2 separate regions of the Mus musculus genome follow, and region 1 is linked to region 2. A link is a contact called in public HiChIP or PLAC-seq data. All regions are on one chromosome and are shown on one strand. Each heading gives the region's core, a stretch centred on a gene start, on an enhancer-like site or on the middle of the called end of the contact. The rest is flanking DNA. Distances are from core to core; before and after follow the strand shown.

The links. HiChIP or PLAC-seq counts read pairs in DNA pulled down with a chosen protein or histone mark.
Region 1: a contact with region 2 is called in an H3K4me3 HiChIP or PLAC-seq map of bone marrow-derived macrophages, with 6 times the contacts expected there. The contact joins two enhancer-like sites. A contact is called at or near these places in 1 of 15 datasets of contacts at CTCF or cohesin (large pre-B cells), 6 of 484 Hi-C or Micro-C datasets (the AML12 cell line, embryonic fibroblasts, embryonic stem cells and 3 more) and 3 of 115 datasets of contacts at active chromatin or transcription factors (bone marrow-derived macrophages and embryonic fibroblasts).

The regions. Positions count from the first base shown.
Region 1 is chr13:109,210,218-109,214,257 of GRCm38.p6, forward strand. All of the region lies in intron 3 of Pde4d (phosphodiesterase 4D, cAMP specific), which reads left to right. Among named protein-coding and RNA genes, the nearest start is that of Mir582, 110 kb to the right of the region's middle. Within about 2 kb of position 2,749, at least 27 of the 459 cell types and tissues checked have an H3K27ac peak or open chromatin away from gene starts, as enhancers often do. A contact at or near this core is called in bone marrow-derived macrophages and granulocyte-monocyte progenitors, where this site is marked.
Region 2 is chr13:108,773,585-108,777,496 of GRCm38.p6, forward strand. All of the region lies in intron 1 of Pde4d (phosphodiesterase 4D, cAMP specific), which reads left to right. Among named protein-coding and RNA genes, the nearest start is that of Pde4d, 120 kb to the left of the region's middle. Within about 2 kb of position 1,552, at least 78 of the 459 cell types and tissues checked have an H3K27ac peak or open chromatin away from gene starts, as enhancers often do. A contact at or near this core is called in bone marrow-derived macrophages and granulocyte-monocyte progenitors, where this site is marked.

The sequences.
Region 1 (4,040 bases), core at 1,499-3,998, 440 kb after region 2:
AGAATGATGGCCATGGTTATGTTCTGACTTCCACATGCACATTTACACATCAGCAATAGTAACATAAACACATAAAAATCAGATGGATGGATGGATGGATGGATGGATGGATGGATGGATGGATGGATAGATAGATAGATAGATAGATAATAAAGTGTGTGCTTTAAAAACACAGTCTCCAAGTCTTTAACTGGCTAACTTGATTCTTTCCTGAGTCCTGTAGCTTTAATTGCTCTTGTTAATGAGTAGAACTGTGTGTCTAGCTTTGTGTTATCCCCCATGACGTTTTTTTCTCCCCTCGTTGGACTGAATTTCAGAATTTTAGAGGCAGTTTTCAAACATTTCAACTGTGCATCTGCTCCATTAGGTGACCTGCAGTGCCGCCCTGTGGCCAATGTGATGTCTGCAGCCACAGTCCTTGGTTGAAACTGGGATTCAACCACTTAGATTGTAACCAAATACAGGTTATCTAGAAAATCCACACAGTTTACTTTTGCTAAGAATGGGGGGGTCACTTTTTGCGCACTTTCCCAAGTTGCTTTATTGAATATTATATTTTTACTCCTTGCCCTACAGTCAGATAGTCAGATTTTCTCATCATTTGTGGGAAGAGGTACCTAAAAACAATTTATCACCCTAGAAATTATTACAGCAAATAAATCTACCTTTTAGAGTAATTATTAAGATTGATTCTAAGTTTCTGGTAAAAAACTAGCCAATAGCTGTGGGTGTGGGGTGGGAGGGAGTCTGTGTGTATATGTGTATGTGTGAGTGTGTGTGTGTGTGTGTGTGTGTGTGTGTGTGTGTGAGTTGGATGGTAAGATGTGATGAGCTATGGAGGTAAACACTTTAGTTCATCTCCACAGTTGCTCCCTGATACTAACCTTTATGATCTATGCACACATGTGTTTTCTATGCTTTGGGTGGGGGTGGGGGGGAGAGTCAGTGTCTTAGCAGTGTCTTAGGGCTGTAGAACCAACATCAGCAATGCTCCTCCCATTACTATACAACAGGACTGGTCCATTAAAAGGCTGGCCTGCTGAGTGACTTTTACCCAAACTCTCTGCTGCTCTAAAGGAGGCAAAACCAAACCAAACCAAAAACCAAACAAACAAAAGCAACAGCAACAACAAACAAGAACAAAAATCATAGCGGTGCATTTAGCAAAAAACCAGTAAGCAAGCATCAAAACAGACTGTGACTGGACCAGAAGTAAATACCCACGAAGAATCACTTAAATACAGACAGGTAGTGCTTAGTAATAAATCACAGACCATCTTAACAGCAAGCCTTACAGGCGTAGAAAGGATAGACGAGTTCACTGTTATCAGAATTTAGGAATATTACATCATGTCACAGGGTGAACGAACTGCAGCTTAACCCAGCATGAAGGTGAGCAACGTTCAGCACTTGCCCTCTGGTATTTCTCCTGCTATTGCCTGGGAGAGCCACTTCAGCTGCTAATAAGAGGGTGCTTCCGGTGCCTCAGACTGTATGAGAGATCACTTATGGGGAATGGGGGGTGGGGGAGAAGAGGCAGCCAAAGGGAAACTCCTTGGGGCTGTTAAAACCATGCTTTCTAAAGTCACACGCGTGAAAAGAAATGGTACAACCAGAAAAACCTGTGACCAGGTGACATAAGGGACAGTCGAGCACCTATTGGAACAGGATTTAGCATCCCCCTATGCCTGGCCACAGGGATCGGGGAAAGCATTCTGCTTTCCAAGCCTAAAGTCTTGGAACTCACCCAGATCTAAGGGAGTGGACATCTAAACGTGAGAAATCCTTTTGCAAACGGCTCAGGAGCAGCGCCCCAGTCACTGCAGGGAGGTTTGGTTATTTCTGTTTGTACAAATGAGAACTGCGTGAGAAAAGCCCCGCGCCTTGATGGGGGATACTTAGGAAGGGGCCACACGGGAGAATCCAAACCGAAACCTCTGGGGCTGAGGTTCCCGCAGTTCTCATCCGGACCCATGGCTTCCCTGTTGCCAGGGAAGAGGCTGGCTCAGGCAGGCAGATCATCTATGGGAGAGAAGATGACGCTCACTGTGCCTGAGGTCAGGACAGCCGATTGCTTTTTGGATAGCCTGGACTTCTGCGGCAACATTTGTGCCACAGGAAACAGTGCCGTTTCCCTTGAGGCCAAGTTCCCCTTAGCTCTGTCGGTGACCTTCACTATCCATGGCTTACCATTCTCCAAATCCCTCCTAACTACCCCCCACTGCCTCTTTCTTGCCACCTTCTTTCCCAATTATGCGTTTGGGGAAAGAGGCCCTCTTACCAAGTGAATCCGTTGCCACAGACATTAACACAGCCTCAGGTATTTAAGGTCAATACGCACCAAAAATGTTCCCACGTTTCACTGACCAAGACCATGCATCAACCTTGACCAAAATGCAGGTTAAGTTGGGGAGGTTAGAGGGCAGAGTAACCAGGAGAATGGGGGAAAGTCCTCTGTGGATCTGATGTGGTGACACGGGGGCTGACCGATAAGGAAGACGACACCAACAGGATTCAAACTAATGGAATCCAATCAGTGGGCACTGACTCCAGGTGACGATTCTTGAGAGCTGAGTTAGAGCTGAGGCACTCCGACAGGCTTTCATTTGCTAGATAGTTGCCACTTTCGTGCTCGAACATAAAAACCAACCGTCATTTTACAGTTTGGCAATGTTTGACCTGCGTTAGTTTAGTAGTAACACCCAAAGGATAAATAAGCAACAAAGAGTGGGAACACTTCTGCTCTACACCCCATGTCATGGCTACTAGCAGCAGCACACGCCACTGAATGTCACTGATTGGGAACTCTGGAAAAGGCTGTAACGTCCCCACCTACCCACCACCCACCCACCCAACCCACTGAAAGCATTTTTATGTTAGCCCTTGAACGCCAAAAAGAAAAATAAATAATAAAATAAATTTAAAAGCGTCGCTTTAATGTTTCTAAGGCTTGAGCGACACCTAGTGGTAGTCTACAAGATTGCTAAAGCACTGTAATAGGGTTTGGCTAACTTTTTTCGTTGTTTTTCTTTTATTCTCTCATATATTCCACCCCAGCTGTAGTTCTTGCCCTCTCCCCTCCCCCAGCTTCCCACCCCCTCCACCTCCCTCCTCTCCCAGATCCTCCACACCCATTCCCCAGCCCAGCCCCGCTGTACACACACACACACACACACACACACACACACACACACACACAGAGAGAGGGTTGGATGATGCAACCCAGTAGGAAGAGGGTCCCACAAGCAGGCAAAAAAGTCAGAGACAGCCCATGTTCCCATTGTTAGGAATCCCACAAGAACACCAGGCTACTCAGCTATAACATATGCAGCTGACCGAGGTCAGACCTCTGCAGACTCCCTGATTCCTGTGAGTCCTGGTCAGGGCTATATTCTTGCGGTGTCCCTGACCCCTCTGGTTCCTCCAATCCTTCCTCCCACTCCTCCTCAGGACTACCTCATGTTTGGCTGTGGGATTCTGCATCTTCTCCCATCAGTTGCTGATGAAGTCTCTCTGATGACAATTTTAAAGCCTATGAGTAGAAACTACAGGGGGGAAATGACAGGTAAATTGGGCACAGATGGACTATTCTCAGCCTGGAGCTTGCAACTCAAGAGCATTCACGTATCATTCACATATCAAAATTTCTCTATATAAGACATTTACATCACTATTCATAGCACTAGCAAAATTACAGTGATCAAGTGGCAACAAAATAATTTTATGGCCGGGCAGTGATGGTGCATGCCTTTAATTCCAGCACTTGGGAGGCAGAGGCAGGTGGATCTCTGAGTTCGAGGCCAGCCTGGTCTACAGAGTGAGTTCCAGGACAGACAGGGCTACACAGAGAAACCCTGTCTCGAAAAAAAAAATATGGTCAGGGTTTACCACGACAAGAGGCAGTGTATTTAAAGTTTGGGGCATTAGGAAGGCTCAGAACCACTGCAATACACCATCTGTTTGCACAGCACTTGTATTAAGCATCGTGGATATATAGAGATGATTGAAAGAATATGGACAGATTGCAGAGATTCTATGCA
Region 2 (3,912 bases), core at 302-2,801:
TAGGATCTGATAGAAGGTTCTGAGTTCACTGGAGAGATTTAAAGGAGTTGGAGATTTAAATATGATCCTTTGGCAAATCTTGTGTGAAATGGATGCTAGTGACTTGAATTTTCATGAGAGGATTATTATAACAGGAACAATCATGGCCCCTCCCGTGCTCTTTCTCTCTGATTTTTTTAGGGGGGTGTGATTACTTGGTTCTACGTAGGTTTCAAGTAGAATGTGTCAAAATATCCTGCTCTCACTAGAGGCTAGAAAAGTCGTTTGGCCTCATCTTGGACTCTGAATCTCTAAAATGATGATCTAAATAAACTCCTTCTTTATACACAGCACTGGTAGGCTGACTAATGTATCACCCTATTGAACAGCTGAAGGAGATATTCAACATTAGGAGTACAAAGGTCTAGTGCTATACTGGCCCTTGTGTACAAGTCTCAGAACTTCTTTGAGTCCAGACCCAGGTGGTTGCCTTCTTGGTGATACCTTTTAAATCTTGATGATGTTTCTAAAGATACATATTCTCATGAGCTCATAAGAAGAATGTGCTTTTACATGCAATGAGTAGTCAAGTTAAACTATCTCAAAATGATTGTTCGCCTATCATTTGCAAAGAACATCAGATGACACTTCACAATCAAACAATATCTACTCTGCAAAGGACTTTTTCTTAACACTGACTCTGGTTTTCAGCATAGTATATGAGTGTGATGATAGCATTTATATTTACAGAAAAGGGCTTACAGCCATCTGGGTCAGGGTGCAAGGTGGAGCACTGCGAGATCTTCCCGTTTTAGCAGGAGAACGATGATCATATAAAGGGATTTTCAGGCAGTTATTTTAAATTTCTTTTTCATTATTTGGACTTATTCATGCTTTGAGTAGTAAGTGGGACTGTAATTTCTAACCCTTTAAATTCTAATATCTAGCTTAACTTAGAATATTTAAGATGTGTGGTTCTTCTGAGTTTATGAGTAGAGAAATATTTGGATATTTGTTTTCTCACTCCATTTTCCAGTACAAATGAATTGTTTTTCTTCATAAAAAGGTATGCCTGCTTATACTTCCTCAGAGCACCTTTGTGGAGAATAGGTTTTCAATATTCATTTCAATTCTATTTCTCGTGACCTTACGTAGGCTCCAAGCTGTTAGATCTTAAGTATGTGAGCTCTTGGAGCTGAGCAGTAATTTAGTGACATTTGAATGTCATGCCTTCTCCTCAGCTATTTTGCATATTACAAGTAGACTAAACTTTAAGGTTTTTATAAAAAAAATTACAGAATTACAGTTGGTGATTGTGTCACTGGAACCAATTGCATTTTATTTGTTCTTGAATGGCCCATTGTACTGAGAACCAGGCATAAGTTTCTGTTCTGACAATTATGCCTTAGTGACAAGGTCGATTACTTGTTGTGACCTAAATGCTTACTAGAAGACACCTCCTCCTATATGAAGATATAAAGCAAACAGGGCCAAAAGTTGCAGAAGCTGTAGTAGCCTCATGCTGTGGAGCTGTGGTCAGCTTCTCCCCAAGGCTTGTAATCTCCTGAGCAACTTCCTTCTGAGGAGAGTTGCAGAGTGGAGAAACATCTGCAGGAGTGGCCTAGCTATAGGAATAGGGTTAGGGGTGCCTCAGAAAAGCCACCTTGCCTGGCAGTGGGCCAAGGATGGCCCTTTCCTGCCATGACTTAGGCCACACCTACTTGTCAGTTAGCAGTCTAGGAAGAGACTGAAAGCACAGTTGTGGCTGTTGGAGCCACATGTCCCCTCTGTGGTGGTGCTTCTTGCATGGTGGCTGCCAGCTGTAAGTGGATCAGGTATGTCGCCCCTTTCCTGAGGGCAACCCAGAACAAAGATGTAAGGCTGTGGGGTCAGGCAAGTGCAGAGTTGGGGGTGGGGGGTCTGAATTTAGGAAGATGTGGACATTTCTTTTTGGAATCAGAAGCTGACAGATGGTTGTGATAACTGTATCAATAAATGGCCAATACATGGAAGTTTGGCACTATACTTGGGGAATTGATGGAGAAAGATGTTTTTGAAAGAAAGATTAGAACTGTTCTGGGTGAGTTGGGATGGTCTAGGATCTATCCTGTTTTGTTTGCTCTACTCTGGAAGTAAAGTTCCTAAAGTTTCAAGTCTCTCATTACTAAAACCAAAAGTTGCCAGGTCACCAAAGTTCTTCCTAGGAACCTCCTTAGGGGTGAGTCAGACATTCTTACTGCAACTGCCACGGTACTCCCAGGCTGCTTCGGACCCCTGTCGTTTTTATCTTGCTCCACTCTTACTCTCTGAGCCTTCATCCCGGTACCTCTGCCTTCCCTGAGGTTCCTTGAAATATGCTGTGTACGTACACTCCTTCTCAGAGCCTTTCCACCTACATTTCCCTCAATTAGAATCTTCTTCCTCCAGAGGTCCACATGACTCATTTCCTCACGTCCCTCCTGTCTCTGTCCAACTGGCACTTTAGAAGAGAGGCTTTTATGGCTGTGCTGTCTAAAATAGAACATTCACACATTCCCCATCGCTTTCCTTCCACTTCCCCTGCCATCTTCTCCCCACCCCCAGCTCTTAGGACTACAGATTGCCACATCCTATTAAGTTGAATCATAGGAAATTGTCTCGCGGTGGGTCAGGAAGAGCCGAATGTTGACCATTTTGTACAGTTGAATCTAAAATAAATTTATTAATTTGTTTATTACTTTTATAGATTTTTTAAAACATGAGTTCAGGAGTTTGTTTGGATTTTAGTCACATCTCTAGAATTTAAAACATAGCAAGCATTTAGAAAAGTTCCAACAAATGAATGTAAATGAAGATGCAAGCTAGTGGGATTTGTTGAGAGTAAACAGAGAAAACTTAAATAGGAAGTGATTTTTGTATGTGTGATCTAGAGGAAACTGCAGAATAAAAGGATTTCTGAGAGAATCTAGAAAATTCTGAAGGATTTCTTTGAGGCCAAGTGAAATACAGTTTCTAATTTGAGGTCTGGGCTATCTATGGGCTTAAATTATAGGTTTCCCCCCCCCCTGGGTACTTTTTTGAAATTGAGACTAGGATAAATTATATGGCTTTAGGCCTTTTTATTTTTACTTGTGTGCATATGTATTTGTCTATGTGAGTATATGCCATGTTTGTATGGGTGTAGACAGAACATACCTGAGGACCCAGCAATACTGGGCATATACCCAGAAGATGCTCCAACATGTAATGACACATGCTCCACTATGTTCATAGCAGCCTTATTTATAATAGCCAGAAGCTGGAAAGAACCCAGATGTCCCTCAAAAGAGGAATGGATACAGAAAATGTGTTACATTTACACAATGGAGTTCTACTCAGCTATTAAAAACAATGAATTCGTGATAAAGTTGATTTTTATTAGGGAAAACAGTTTTAGTCTGGTTCTACAAAATACAATCAATGGTCTAAAAACCATCCATGCTGTGGTTCTAGGTCTTAGACAGAACAGACAATCTGTTCTATGCATATATGATAGTAAAAGGTAACAAAGGCATCACCATGAGTCAGAAATAAAGACGGAGTTGGAAAGCAAGGCATTTGAGTCAAGGCTGTAGCTGCTCTCTGAAGTGTCCCATATGCGCTCTGTATATGGCCCACATGCCAAGGATTGGTTTCAGCAACAAAGTATAGATAAGAAATGCAAAACTGCCGCAGGGAAGGGGGATGCCTGGAGGAAGGAGCACCCTCTCAGAGGAGAAAGGGAGGGGGAGATGGGGTGGAGAACTCTGGGACAGGGGACTGGGAGAGGGGCAATATTTGGGATGTAAGCAAATAAAATAATTAATTTAAAGTTATGATAAAAAGAAATGCAAAGCCGATACTGTGGATTAGAACATAGACATTTAGCATACAGTTGTGTGGCACATGAATGAAAGAGACTAGGGATATAGCTTT